Regions from separate parts of the Sus scrofa genome. Here all the other regions are linked to region 1. A link is a contact called in public HiChIP or PLAC-seq data. All regions are on one chromosome and are shown on one strand. Each heading gives the region's core, a stretch centred on a gene start, on an enhancer-like site or on the middle of the called end of the contact. The rest is flanking DNA. Distances are from core to core; before and after follow the strand shown.

What was found. HiChIP or PLAC-seq counts read pairs in DNA pulled down with a chosen protein or histone mark.
Region 2: a contact with region 1 is called in an H3K27ac HiChIP or PLAC-seq map of alveolar macrophages. The contact joins two enhancer-like sites. A contact is called at or near these places in 1 of 5 promoter capture datasets (liver), 28 of 47 Hi-C or Micro-C datasets (adipocytes, alveolar macrophages, blood and 16 more) and 2 of 2 datasets of contacts at active chromatin or transcription factors (alveolar macrophages and skeletal muscle).
Region 3: a contact with region 1 is called in an H3K27ac HiChIP or PLAC-seq map of alveolar macrophages. The contact joins two enhancer-like sites. A contact is called at or near these places in 3 of 47 Hi-C or Micro-C datasets (embryonic fibroblasts and liver) and 1 of 2 datasets of contacts at active chromatin or transcription factors (alveolar macrophages).

Annotation. Positions count from the first base shown.
Region 1 is chr8:138,708,284-138,713,291 of Sscrofa11.1, reverse strand. BMP2K (BMP-2-inducible protein kinase) reads left to right here. Exons shown (of 16, transcript XM_021101897.1): 10 at 2,163-2,323. Among named protein-coding and RNA genes, the nearest start is that of PAQR3, 64 kb to the right of the region's middle. Within about 2 kb of position 2,236, at least 10 of the 83 cell types and tissues checked have an H3K27ac peak or open chromatin away from gene starts, as enhancers often do. A contact at or near this core is called in alveolar macrophages and liver, where this site is marked.
Region 2 is chr8:138,917,295-138,922,302 of Sscrofa11.1, reverse strand. No RefSeq gene overlaps it. Among named protein-coding and RNA genes, the nearest start is that of BMP2K, 130 kb to the right of the region's middle. Within about 2 kb of position 2,997, at least 20 of the 83 cell types and tissues checked have an H3K27ac peak or open chromatin away from gene starts, as enhancers often do. A contact at or near this core is called in alveolar macrophages and liver, where this site is marked.
Region 3 is chr8:138,890,153-138,895,160 of Sscrofa11.1, reverse strand. No RefSeq gene overlaps it. Among named protein-coding and RNA genes, the nearest start is that of BMP2K, 100 kb to the right of the region's middle. Within about 2 kb of position 1,955, at least 45 of the 83 cell types and tissues checked have an H3K27ac peak or open chromatin away from gene starts, as enhancers often do. A contact at or near this core is called in alveolar macrophages and liver, where this site is marked.

The DNA.
Region 1 (5,008 bases), core at 987-3,486:
ATGCCAGTCATGAGCAACTTTGTCTGTCATGCGGAGAAATTTGGATTTTGGCCTTGGGGCTGGTGAATTTTCAGCCTTGCCATCACTTCTGCTTTTTGGGACTTGGTTGTGAGACGTGCTATAAATAATCTGTTATTTGTAAATTGTCAAAATAACATTTGGGAGTGACTTAGTCTTTTAAAAAATATGGCGTCACTCTAAAAATATCATCTTCATTCACTTAAATTTAAAATACTCTTTTGAGTAAGAGGAAGGCGTAAAGTTACATCTAACTTGGAGGAGTCAGCGTGACTGACAGTCTGTCTTCCCCATGACACAGCAACTAGCAGTTAGCAACCACTGTCATAGTTGAGGGGTCCTTATGAGGTGTTGTGGGGCTTGTCGGTTGAATTTTATCATTACTTGTGATTTAAAATAATTACTTTGTAAATGATTAAATCTTCAAGAAAGCAGATAATAAATTTTAAAAAAAGCATGAGTCAACTGAACAAGAATAATGCTGTTTCCCCATGGCACTCCAGTTATAGCTATAATGTTATAAGCAAATGAAATAATTAATGAAACAGTCAACTCAAATTCACAGTGCTGTTCATAGCACCGATTATTTTTACTGTCTTGTATTTTATTACATTTTTATGGACATGTGCTGTATCTTCCTAGGCAGACTATATTCTTTGGTGACAGGATACTGTGCCATGTTTGCTGGCTGTCAGTAATTGTATAATAGATATTGGTACATTAGTAAAGTCAATTAGGAAACACTAGACTAACCAAAGTCTGCAGAACTTTTAATATGCTTTTTTAGAGGTTTGCTGTGCTCATGTGTGTAGTGAGTCCTCTATGGAGTGATTTAGAACAGGAACAAGGCAGGGTAAAGTCTGGCCTGCATTACCCACCTAATAAAGAATGAATAGGCAAATAAAAAGATTATACACAATATCTCCCCTAATCACTTGCATTTAGGGAGTATGGCATTGGTTTCAATGCCACATCCATAATTTGAACGCGATAAATGCTCAATTAGATTAAATGAGATCTAATTGGTTACACGTATACATGATCTTTAGATTCACTTTTCACGTGACTTGTACCGTCCCTGTCTCATCTAAAACATGGATGGTATTTTTAGAAATTAGTACATGTGCAGTGTATTTCTATGATTTTCCAAAACCTTTCCATCAGTGTTACTGTGATACTCCCTTGGAAAGATAGTTGTTGCCAGGGCTCCCTCTTGTGGTACCTGCAGAAGGAGGCGAGGGCTGTGGATCTCAGCAGTGCAGACCTGTACTTGAAAAGTCATGTGTATGCAAAATTTTTAAGTGTCAGGGCATTTGAAATGTGCTGTAGGAGCTTGGTCTCTTGCAGTCTTTTAGAAAAGTGAACATAGACCCTATTAAAGTTTTTTGAGTTTTTATACTGAATTTATAGAAAGCAGAGTTGATAAACTGTAAGGTAAAGATTTTCCCTGGGTTTTTTTTTTTTGAAAGAGAAGGGCAGATGTCTGTGTCTTCTCCAATTATATTTAGTGTCTCTTGCTTTCAAAACGATTCTTACTGCTTGACCACTCATATCTGTGGCCTAAACTAAGTCCTAGTGTGAAAACATATAATTTCCATTCATTGTTTTCAGTGAAGCAAAATTAAAGCTTCCAGAAGTTAAATGTGAGCTGGTAGCTCCACCTGTTAAGAGTCTTGGCTTCTTTTGTTTTACATGCCCTGGGGTGTAATGGTTTCTTTCTTAGGCCAAGGGTCTAAGCTATGGGAGACTGTTATTTCTTCTTTCTTATTTTTAGTTCTCTGACTGGTTTAGAGAGTTGTTGGCTCTCCATTTTGTCCAAAACCTTCCTGAGAAGGCTTCTCTTTGTTTTATTTTATCTCCTTAAGAGCACTTCTATATTCTTTTTTCTGCCAGCGTCAGTGGCAGACTATGAATGGTAGCAATCTGGCTTGAGGAAATTGATTATGAGGTTTATTTTATTTACTTTCCTATTTTCATTAAACATTTACTACTTGAAAATGAGACTTAGGAAGAAGCCAAGAGGACTAATACAATCACCAGTAATAGTAATAAATATGCATTTGTTGAAATAGATGATTTATAGAACAAATAGTAAATTAGGAAAAACCCCAATATTTGGAGTGAAATGTATTCTTCTGTTGTAGAATAACAGATACCATTGGACCAACAGAAACCTCAATTGCACCAAGACAAAGACCAAAGGCCAATTCTACTACTGCCACTCCCAGTGTGCTGACCATTCAAAGTTCAGCAACACCTGTTAAAGTCCCCGCTCCTGGTGAATTTGGTAACCACAGACCGAAAGGTAAAACAGCCCTGCCAACCTTATCCCCTTGTAGTTAACTTAAACACACCTTTTATGGCTTGATTTCCTAGCAGCGTGAATTATTGGCAGACTGACTGTTGTGAAGCAGATATATCACACAATGCTTTAAGAATCACAAAGCTACTGATGCCTGGTATACTTAACTAGTTGTTTTCCTAAAGTTGTCGGAAAGGTAAGTTATTGGTAATACAAAACTGTGGTACGAAAAGCTCACGATTTGCTCATCCCTGGAGTCATCAGCTGGGGAGGGTTTGAGGTTGATACTAAAGTACAGAAGAGTATAGAAGAAAATTCTGTATTGTATTGAAAAGGAGGGATTTGAAACTCTAGCCTTACAAAGGTTTAATGTTAAAATGTTTTTAATTAGAATATTCTGATGGAAAAAGCCCACCCTTTGATTCTCAAACTGGGTTTGAGTCCTGTTTCTCCATTGCTCAGTGACATGTTAGGAAAATACTAGTACCTGTCTGTAGGATTGTTGTGGGGATTAAGTGACTGCTTACTGTAATGCCTGCCGTGTGATACTCTCTTAAGAAATGTTCCTGTTACCTACTGTTATCACTACAAAGTAAAATATATGCCCAAGGAAGACAGAGTTCACATTTCCAGATGTATTGCTGGATGCTTGTGGTGACCAGGTATACCCCAGGGAGGAATATTCTGTGGAAAAGAGAAAATAGGGGAATTTGACGTTTTTGTACCCATTTCCCCTTCTCCCATTTCCCAGCTTCACTGTTCTCTTCTGGGAAAACAATCTCTCACTCTTTCTCTTTCGAAGAGTAAATACCAAGGTATAGGGTATCTAGGAAAATTTTGTTTTGTTGTAAAGCATTCAGTGTCGGCTTCCCTTTTCTACCTTTGGGTTGGAGATCTAACATGCTTACGTTTGAATAAATCTGATTTATCACTCGGATACCCTGGAAATCTGCGGGAACAGCTTAGTAAGATGGTGTCTGAAAGGACTTACTAAAGGATTTGGGCTTGTTTTAGGTAATTTTGGGGAAGTGGGGGTATAATAGCGTAACTTTTACCTGGAGGTAGTTGAGCAAAAGCCTCCTTGGAAATGAAGCAGTGCTTAGTTGTGTCAGCCGGGACAGAGAGGTTTGGTCATCTTTGTGGTTGGGACAGTGTTCCTGATTTTGTCAGTGTTGAGACACGATTATGGAGTGGCCTTGTTGTGCTGATCCATCACGGTCCCAGAATGGCCTTGTCTGATGCTGGTGTTTTGTAAAATTGTTTACGTTTCTAAGGCGAATGCCAAGACCCAGGTGTGTCAGGCCTGTCCCCCAGGTCAGGGCAGCGTTTCTGTTTTGTACATGCTTCCAGCTTTGGTTGGGAAAAAAAAAATACTCTTTGTTTTCCCCGTAAGATCACGTGGTGCATCCCTTAACATCTCTTTGCCTGTTGAGTTTTACAGAAGCAGCAGAGACACAAAGCCATCTTTTTAAAAAGGTGGTCATGCAGTGCAGTCGCACTCAGAACAATGTGGAAGTGTCCATCCTTCTGCTTCCCAGAGGAAGCTAGTAGCAGTTTGGTGCACATCCTCCCAGTCCTTTTTCATGTTCGTGGGTGTATGTAAACGGATGTAAATAACTCACGTTGGGTTAAACACGAAGGGGTTTGTCCTAGAGATAGTTTTCTGCAACTTGGTTTTGTTACAACTTAATGTGCTTTGTTATGCGAATATACTTAGTACTGAATACACTTTGGAGTGTTTTTGGCGTCAGCGCATATGGCTCTACCATGCAGTTTTTAAGAGGCATGTGATGCTCCACAGTGTGCAGGTACCATAGTTGACACAACCATTTAGGTTATTTCCAGTGTTTGCTAGTACTAATAGCATCGTGGTAAACATCCTTAAAATGGACTCTTGATTTCCATGTCTGAGCCTTTGAGGAAAATATTAAAAAGTATACTCATTTAAAGTTTATTACATACTTGCCAAATTGCCATCTAAAGAGGACTTCCAAAGTCTATCCTCTGCTGCCAACAACAGCGTGAGTCTTTTCATTCCTGTTCTTGTCAACAGTTGATAATACTGATTTTTAAAAGTGTTTCCCTACTGAAAGGTGAAACGTTTTTGGTTTTATTTTAATATTCCTTTTGCAGTTTTCTGTGAATTTGTCTCTATTTTTTATCGCTCTGAAGATTTTACTTTTATGTATTCTGAATCTTATTTCTTTGCCAAATACATTGTAAGTGCGTTCTTTCAGTTTATCATTTGCCTTTAGCTTTACTTGTGAATTCACTTAACTTCTCTGGGCCTTAGTTTCATTGTTAGCAAGATGGGGACCAGTAGTGGTGTGAGGATGCAGTGCTGTGCTCGAAGGCGTTGTGTTCATGCAGGGCAGCTTTGATGCTGTCTGGGGCTCTCTGGCATATTCTGTGGAGAACCAGGGAGCACTGCTCACCTTGATAACACTAGCGAGAAGCCGCAGTTCGTGAGGGTAGAGGTGAGCTCCTGGAGTTAGTGCATCATCCGTGTGTGTTTGGGCGTCACCTGCCGCCACAGTGTTCTCCAGCTGGGCATCAGGGCCTTACAGGATGCATGTATAGCTGAGGACCTGAGCTTTTTAACTCCTTCCACCTGCAAAGAAAGATACCCAAAGGCAAATGGTGGCTATGCTGTGTGGAGGAATTAGGGTTTTCATTTTCTTCCTTATA
Region 2 (5,008 bases), core at 1,748-4,247, 210 kb before region 1:
TGCCTGCTGCAGTAAACAGTAAAAAGAAGTCCCAAATCCTCAAACCCAGGACACTGTAAGAGCCCATTCAGCTGCAGGAGAGAAAACCGGCCATCAAAACCTACTGGGGTGGAGTTCCTGTTGTGCCTAGTAATGAACCCGACTAGGATCCAAGAGGACATGAGTTCGATCCCTGGCCTCGTGGGTTGAGGATCCAGCATTGCCATGAGCTGTGGTGTAGGTCGCAAATGCAGCTCGGATCCCACATTGCTGTGGCTGTGGTGTAGGCCGGCAGCTACAGTTCTGATTCTACCCCGAGCCTGGGAACCTCCATACGCTGTGGGTGCGGCCCTAAAAAGATTAAAAGATCATCATAATAAAACCTACCGGATTGCCCTTTTGGCACCAACTGTGGAACTAGAAGTGGCCCAGGGAGACTCACAGACCTCTGGGCTTCTGCCCTGAAGTAACAACTGATACAGTATCAACCACCAGGCAAAAGAAAACTTTGATAAAGGACATGGAGGTGGAATCAGCCTGCACACACCAGCGTGCCCCAAGAGCTGGGAGAACAAAGGTCCCAGGTAGGAAGTGAGTGAGAAGGAGCCAAATTCACACTCTCCCCCCTTCTAGAGCTGCAGCCAGAGCATCGGTGGTCTCTCCAGGTGCTCTTGGCCACATCCCTCACACGGAGTTTAGAGATTTTCAGCACTGTAAATGTCAACTTTTCTTGTTGTCTTGTGTTAGAGAGCCAAGTTCACACGACAAATTCGTATCATGCGTTGCATATTCTATTTAAACAGGTTAAGCAAAATGTCTTCCTTGGTTGCTGTCAGTCAGACCAGTTCCTCAAGTCCTTTATTCCCTCAAGTATTTATCACATGGTGAGCAGGGCCCAGGAACTGTGCAAGGTGCTGGGGTTATAAGGATGAATAAAGATGTGATATTCTGGGGAAGGAGGAAGAGAGAGTAAAGACAGCTAATCCGGCTAATTCGCAAGGATAGCATCTGACGGGGATGAATATACTATGATGATGACGATGGGGGCAATGGGGGTGGTGGCCGGGTTTGGGGACCAGGCTGCCCTGGCTGCCCCCCTTTGCAGCCCTTTGACCTCAGGCAAGACTCTCACACTGTTGTTCCTGACTTCCAGAGGTAACAAATAAGATATCTGAAGAAACTGCTGGTTATTAGGTGCTCAACAAATACTGTTAAAGTCACATAGGGCGGTGCCTAAGAGTCTAAAGCCAGGAGTTCCCATTGCAGCTCAGGGGGTTAAGAATCCAATATAGTATCCGTGAGGATACAGGTTCAATCCCTGGCCTCGTTCAGTGGTTAAGAATCCGGCGTTGCCACAAGCTGTGTCAAATGTCAAAAATTCAGCTTGGATCCTGCATTGCTGTGCCTGCTGCATAGGCCAGCAGCTGCAGCTCCCATTCGATCCCTAGCCCGGGAACTTCCATATGCCATAGGTGAGGCCATAAAAAGAAAAGGAAAAAAAAAAAAAAAAAGACTCTGAAGCCAGGTTCAAATTCTAGCTCTAAATGTACTAGTCATGGACAAATAATTTAAATTTTTTCTGCCCTCTGTTCCCTTATCTGTGAAATGTGAGAGTAATAATGAAACCAACCACCTCGGAGAACACAGATCAAATGGATCAATGCGTGTGAGCCCTTAGGACAACCCAGCCAATCATTTACCCTAAGCGAGGCCTGGCTATTTACCACGAACTGTGGTGAAACATGGTATGCTCCGCCTGATGCTATTAAGAAGGCTGTGAACTACTATATGCACCATGACAGTGTACAGATAGACAGACACCCAGACACGCGTATGAGAGAGATGCTCACGACATTTTGCTGCAGAGGAGGAAAAACCGTGTTAACCACACAGGGAAGACGGAACACCAGAGAGACTCAAACACACGTGACACCGTCACTGCTCATCTCTGCATGGTGGGGTTACGCGTAACTCGCTGTCCTGCTTTTTTTTTTAGTTGTGATGTGTACAGTTTTCACAATCATTGACTTACACATGTTAAAATGATATGTAAGGAAGTTTGGTTCTTAAAAGGTGTTTGGGGCTCCAAATGAAAGACTGCTAAGATCCGGCAGGAAAGGATTCACTGAGAGCGGGAACTCTGAGCTGGGTGTTAAAGGAATTCACTGGCGGGGCTTTAAAGACAGTAAAGATTGGCACGGAGATGAGGATGAGTTCCTAGGAGCGCCTGACTACGTGGGTATGGATAAGATGGGAGAGTCGGGCAGCAAACAGTGCCGGTGCCAACGGCGCGTCCACCGTCCCCAAGAGCCTTCTCTGGACCTGAAGAGCAAGAGCCCATCCCTCGGGTTGGCTTGTTTGCCTGTTTCTGTGGTATCTGGTGGGAAGTCTGGCTCTTCTCTCTCACTCTCCCTCTCGCTCTCTCTTTTTCTCTCTCTAATTTCAGAAATCTCACTGTAGGATCCTGTCTGTGGAAAACAGCTAGTTTCCTCCTGCTTTGTGGTGGAACCCACAGGACAGCTGAGGATTACATTGCCTGTTTTCCAGATACTGACAGGTAGTCTGACAGCCGTGCAGACCTCCCTGTCACGGCTTGGAGCCTGTGCAAGATCCATCTCATGGAGACACAGTCCACACTGGGTCTTCCCTTGAAAGTGGGTGACATGGTGTGACGTTCAGCTGGGAAGGGTCCTACTTTTCCGGCTCTTCCTGTGTCTCCCATGGACCTCAGGACTCTAAGGTGGCACCGGTGCTGCAGGCAGGGCACACCAGCCCCAGCAACTGACAGTTATTTCAGAGCTTCTGGGCGGCAGCCCCACAGCTTAGCTCTCTGTCACTGGAGGGCTCAGTTCAACAGAAATGATTAGAGAATGTCTCCGGTTTGTTCGAATATGTTTCTAGAGAGAAGATCTGATAGGAAGGAGAAAAGCTCCTTTCTTCCTCTTTCTGCCTCTGGGCTCTTCCTCAGCCTTCTGCTTTCGTTTCTGGCTGACTTGAGCAATGCTGACAAGACAAAGCGAAGTCTTTCCACTGTTTAGTCTACTTTTAATTATTTCAACACGGAGACCTTCCTGGCCACGAGGCGACAAGCTGTCCGTTCTTGATTTCCTCCTCGCACTTACTTCTGGGGTTGAGTATGTAGTTTGGTTGGACCAGGTACAGCCAGAAACTTCTTGGGAGGTCCAAGGTTTCCCAGAATGTATCATCTACCCAGAGAAAGCCCCGGTGGGGAAACTCCACCACCTTTCTCTGGTCACAGCCCTGGGGACACTGTGGTTGTCCTCCCTCTCCTGGGCTGCCCTTGGCTTCCCCAGTGGGATGGTTCTGTCTTCTTTCTTCAGGAAAAACAGTCTCCCTGACCTCCCCCTTCCTGGGTATAAAGGAAAGACTCTAGGCTCTGGAGCTACACTCTGATTTCAAATACCACCTACTTGGCTGCGTAACTTTGGGCAAATTACTGAGTGAGGCTGATTCACTATTTCCTTTTCTTTATAAGATGGGAGTAGTGAAGTAAGTCAGACAGACAAAGCAAATATTGTGTATGATCTTACCTAAATGTGGAATCTAAAAAAAAACAACAACAACAAAAAAACCAGGACTCGGAGTTCTGGCTGTGGCACAGAGGATTAAGGAACTGGCATTGCTGCAGCTGTGGCATAAATCGAAGCTGCAGCTTGGGTTTGATCCCTGGTCTGGGAACTTCCATATGCTGCAGATCTGGCCAAAGAACAACCCGCCCCCCCAAAAAAAAAAACCCAAAAGACAAAAAATCAGAACTCGTAGATACAGAGAAAAACAGGTGGTCGCCAGAGGCGGGGTTTGGGAGGTGGATGAAATGGATGAAGGTAGTCAAACATACAGACTTAGAACTGTCAGAAAATAAGTCCTGGGGATGTGACGCAGAGCATGGGGACTGCAGCTGGAATGCTGTGCTGTACATCTGAAAACTGCCAGGAGAATACATCTGAAATGTTCTCATCACAAGAAAAAAAAATTGTAGCAGTGTGATGACAGATGTCAACTAAACCTATTGTGCTAATCATTTTGCAATATATACATGTATCAAATCATTATGTTGTATGCCTAAAACTAATGTCAGTTCTATGTCAATTTTTCTAAAAGATGGGAGTAATTTATGTAACTCATAGTGTCAGGAGACCCAGGGAGGGAATAATTAGAACCGTTGTGGAAGAGATGAAGAATCAAATGAGGTGACAAAAGTTACCTAACAAAGAGCACCTACTACAACACCTGATATATAGTAACAATTTGATACTATTTACACCTTTTCTCAATTCCCCATTCTCTCTTGCTATACCTGGTATATACATATGATCCTTTTTGCTTCAAATGTTTTATTATTAATAATTATAGGGCAGAGTTCCCTTTGTGGCGCAGCATGCAGCATTGTCATGAGTGGGGGCATAGGTTGCCAGCGTGGCTCAGATCCCACAGTTGCCATGTGGGTGTGGTGTAGGCTGGCAGCTGCAGCTTCGATTCGACCCCTAGCCTGGGAATCTCCATATGCCACAGGTTTGGCCCTTAAAAAAAAAAAAAAAAAAAAAAAATACAGGGCAACTGACACAGGACTGCATGGTCTGTTTAATAACCAATGTTTTGCAGCTTTCCAAACATTCTTATCTCCCTTTCAGAGGAGGGAATTCAGCTTTGGCTTTAAGATCTCACATGCTCTTCTCAGAAAACAGACCTGAAGAGCCATTAGGTGTTAACTGTCTTCTCATCCTTCCTGGTGTTTCAGTGATAATGGGCATCCATTTCTTAACACTGAGTGTGAGCAGTTTATGGATGTTCTCTCATTTAACCTCAATGCCATCAAGTAGGTAATTTTTTTTTGTCTTTTTTTTTTTTTCTGCCTTTTGAGGTCCGCTCCCGCGGCATATGGAGGTTCCCAGGCTAGGGGTCCAATTGCAGCCATAGCCACCAGCCTATGCCAGAGCCAAAGCAACACGGGATCCGAGCTGAGTCTGTGACCTACACCACAGCTCACGGCAATGCTGGATCCTTAACC
Region 3 (5,008 bases), core at 706-3,205, 180 kb before region 1:
AACCTGGATCCTGAGGAAGATAACTGGGGAGCAGAAGTGGAAGAGGAATTTTTCACTGTATAGATTCTATTCCATACCTTTGTCCTTTTTGGCTGCACCCACAGAATATGGAAGTTCCCAGGCCTGGGATCGAATCCCTCAGCCGCAGCCGCAGCAGCAGCTACAAAGGATCCCTAACCGACTGTGCCACAGCAGGAACTCCTTGTTACATACCTTTTAGATTTTGTCCTTTATAAATGTATCCCTTATCAAAAACAAATCAAATTTAAAGCCAAGATTTAAAAAATACTTTAATAGGAACGGAGAAGTTTTAGACTCACAGTAGAACAGTTTTTCCCCCACAGTGATTTCAGTAATAAACGTGTTTTCATAACGTGATCTGGTTATCACCAGCTTAAAAAAAAAGGTGGATCAAAAAGTACAAAAACAAACAGAGGCTCTTCCTTCCTTGCCCTTTACTCCCTGCATTCGCTACCTTCTAAGTCCCTGTCACTGGCGCTGTGCAGTCCCACTTACCGCCCAGTCCTAACAGCCGGGTTAAGCAGCAGCTCTTTGTCTTTTATTGATCTCCATTCGGATAATGCTAATTCCCTGTCAGTTCCAGTTGCATCACTAAGAGTGGCTCATTTAAGTTATGTTTCCTAAGTAGCTAATTGTGGAGGTCCCACTGTGGCGCGGCAGAAACGGATCTGACTAGGAACCACAAGGCTTCGAGTTAGATCCCTGGCCTCCCTCAGTGGGTTAAGGATCTGGCATTGCCCGTGAGCTGTGATGCAGGCCGGCAGCTGTAGCTCCCATTTGTCCTCTAGCCTGGGAACTTCCATATGCCACGGGTGCAGCCCTAAAAAGGAAAAAAAAAAAAAAAAAAGCCCAAAAACAAAGCAAAACAAATCATAAGTAGCTAATTGTGCTATATCCAGTTCTTGTTATGAATGCTTTAACTATAGGAGAACTCATTTTCCAAATTATTTTTTGAACTTTTTTTCCAAGATTGTGTACACATATTGTACATAGAAATTATCTTTTGTTTTTATTAAAAAATGAGATCATAATAAACATACTACTTTAGACTTTTCTTTAAACTGAGCAATGGCAATGTATTCTCAACTCTCCGTTACTATTTTAATTCATCACATTCCATGTATCTACTTACAATAAAAGTTTAATTAATACCCTTTGTTTTGGGTATTTATTTTCTTTAAAAAAATTAACATTTCAAGACTTTGCTTTTCTTAATTAAACAGGATCTTTACAATGTTAGTCTATGAACTATTAAAATGAATATGACTCTTTATCATTTAAAGACAGACACAAAGGTCAATGAAGGCTGAGATTTCTACAGGCCTGAGCAACCTGCGTCGAGAGCACCTTTGCGAAGCTATAACAAACCCAGGAGTCACTGAGGTCCTCCCAGAGTTTCAGGTCCACCCAAGGAAGGCAGAAAATGCATGAGTTAGCATTCTCAGACCTGCTACACATCAAATCATTTCCTCAGATAGGGGTTTAATTCCATTCAATTCAAGCAGTTTCTTTTATTTAATAAAGTGCCACGTAGTATGCTAAGGAAGAGGTCGCTCTAGTTGTCCAGGACGCTTAGAATCTAGCAGGGAAATAGACGTATATGAAACATGCTGAAATCAGTATGATACAAAGAAAGACGTAAGTAAAGACAAAATAAATGAAAATGTTCTAAGAAACAAAGGGACCAGATTCAGTTAGGTTGTGGAATGTATCACTGGACTTGCTCCCGGCAGAATCCTTGGGATTGTGAGAGGAGAGACAGGGTGGGCTGTTGACCTGAGCTTCATTCAAGCAGCTCGGAGCTGTAGCACCTTGCCCAGTTCTCACTCTGTCCAGGGCTGCTGAGTTTCTGGGCACGCCCAGAAGATCTTCAGACTTTACAAACCGGTTATGCAGCGCCTGGCATTTCAATAAGAACAAAATGCTGAGTAACAAAATGAAGTCAGCCTGTCGCTTGCCAAGAGCTGGGAGGCCTGGGTGGTTTCCCAATCTTAAAGAGGCAGAAGGATATAAAGCCAGCTTCCTGGGGGAAAAACCTGGATGGATTTACCCATGCAGAAAATGCTATGCGCTAATCCAGGACGGGCAGGTACCGCTTCTTGGGTTACTGCTGGTCACTCCCAAGTCAGCCTGATCAACTGAAGCTCCAGATTACCACCCCCACCCCGCTGCCTTTTTTCCCCCCCGTGACAGACTCATACCACGAATGGCTTCCTTTGTGAAGAACCTTTCATGCTTTGCAGAACAGAGATAATGTTCAGTCAGTTCTGGGTCAAAGAGGAAAAGTTGAAGAGATTTAAACAGGAAATGACTCTACTACAAAGAATTCAGAAGTCTAAGGGAATAAAATGAGCCAGGCACACATGACAAGTTCTAGGTGTCCTAGAAAAAACAGGGCCCACTGCCAGCGCCAATGGGTGAAACTCCAGGCTGATGCAATGCTCCCCAGCTCCAAGATCAGCCCTGGATCCGTCACCCCCGAGTCACAACTTTTCCACCAGCTCAGCTCTTAATCAACATCCCGAGGCCTTTTTCCAATCATGCCTGATTGACCACTTCTTCTAGGAACAAAAGTACCAAATACTGGGGAGACTTCACAGAGTCCGCAAGAGAAATGAGCAGAGGAATCAGCAGCCAGACAGAGGGACCCAAGGAAGACTGGGCCAATTCAGGAATTTCTTAATTTAATCTTTGCTTAAAGTTCTAAATCAAAAAATTTAAATATGATTATAAAAATAATATCTACTCTTGATGGAAAATTTGGAAAAAACAGATGTATCAAACATAGGAGAAAAATCAAGTCCATCACTGACATGTATTGGATGTATTTATTTTCATTCTATGTTCTCTGCCCAAAGGAATGCACAAAACTGAGATCATGTTACGTGTGTATATATGATTTTATGTTAATTTTTTATGTTAATACTTATTTGTTTATTTATGTATTTATTTATTGCTTTTTTAGGGCCACATGTGTGGCATATGGAAGTTTCCAGGCTAAGAGCCAAATCGGAGCTACAGCTGCAGGCCTACACCACAGCCACAGCAATGCCAGATCTGGGCCACATCTGCAACCTCTGCTGCAGCTACAGCAATGCCAAATCCTTAACCCACTGAGCAAGGCCGGGGATCGAACCTGCATCCTCATGGATGTTAGGTTCATAACCCACTGAAATACAACAGGAACTCCCTTTTTTTTGTTGTAGTTATGAATTTTTAAACTATGGTCATTTCCCATTTATTAAGCATTATTGCAAACATTGCATTAAATCACTGTATAATTAATCTAACAGATAAATGACAATTTCTTTAAACATTCCCCTTCTCGGGGCACTTAGATTGTTTCCAATTGTTTTGTCTGTTTGTTTGTTTGTTTTTTATTTTTCTTTTTGGAATTAACATTGGTGAATATCTATACATAGAAATATTCTACAATTAAATTTATTTCCTTAGGATGCATGTCTAAAAGTAGACTTGTTGAACTGAAGAGTACTCTTGAATTTTGTTGAAGTTATGAAGTGATAAACCATGCTGTGTGAGCAATTTATTACACAGTGTGAATGTGCAACAAATCTCTTTGAATCCCCATGAGTGAGTCCGAGTGTCCTTGGCCTCACTCAGTAGCCTTATTCTGTACATTTCCCCTGTAGTCCCTTGAGCTTCCTCATACCCGCCCCAGACTCCAAGCCGGTCGTGCTCTCCCACAGCGGATCATCTTTTTCACTTAAAGGATTTGAAAACTATTGAATTCAAGTTCAATAGTTCCCTCTCCTTCTTCCCAGGTATCTTACATCCAAATGATTTGAAGGGGCGGGTTCTCTGAGCCATGAGCTTAAACTCTGTCTACCTGTCTAACCCACTTACCTGCCTCTGCAACACATATACTTGTCTTCTCTTGTGTAACTAGCGTGTCTAGGTTGTCAACACCCAAATTCATCTCTCCAGCTCAAATTTCTCCCCAATACTATGACGTGAAATCCAGTTGCCTACATGGCATCCCTCTTCAGATGTCTAATAATTGTCTCAAGTTTAGCATGTCTAATACTAAATGGTTGATCTTTCCCAAACCTGTTCTTCCTGTAGATAAGTTAGTGACACCATCTTTTTCCTCCTCACGCCCCAAACTTTGGAGTTCTTTTTGACTCCTCTCTGTCTCTCACACCGTACATCCCATTCATCAGCAAATATTTGCATCATTTCTCAATGGATTATTGCCACAATCTCCTTACTGGTCTCACTATTTTTCAGCCTCTTTCTCAATACAGTAGTCAGAATGGCCCTATTAAACGTAAGTCAGGAGTTCCCGTCGTGGGTCAGTGGAAACGAATCTGACTAGCATCCACGAGGACGCAGGTTCGATCCCTGGCCTCATTCAGTGGGTTAAGGATCTGGCGTTGCTGTGAGCTATGGTGTAGGTAGCAGACACGGCCTGGATCCCGCATTGCTGTGGCCGTGGCGTAGGCCGGCTACTACAGCTCCAATTTGATCTCTAGCCTGGGAACCTCCATATGCCATGGGTGCAGCCCTAAAAAAGCCAAAAAAAAAAAAAAAAAAAAAAAGGAAGCGTTCAAATCCACTAAAGCCTTCCATTCCACTTAAAGCAAAAGACAAAGTCCTCATAATGGCCACACCCAAACCCACTCTCCCTGCCTCCGTACCTACCTCGCCGTAGGTTTCATTATTTTCTCCTTTGTTGTTTCTGCTGTAGCCACACCAGCAAACCTGCCCGGCACTTCCCTTCTTCAGGTCTGAGTACCTCCCATACTTTTCACGCTTCTCCCAGATATCTTTCCTTTTTGTTTTTGTTTTGTTTTGTCTTTTTAGGCTGCACCTGCAGCATATGGAAGTTCCCAGGCGAGGGGTTGAGTCAGAGCCATAGCTGCAGGCCTACACCATAGCCAGAGCAATGCGGGATCTGAGCCACGTCTGTGATCTACACCACAGCTCACAGCAACACTGGATCCTTGACACACTGAGCAAGGCCAGG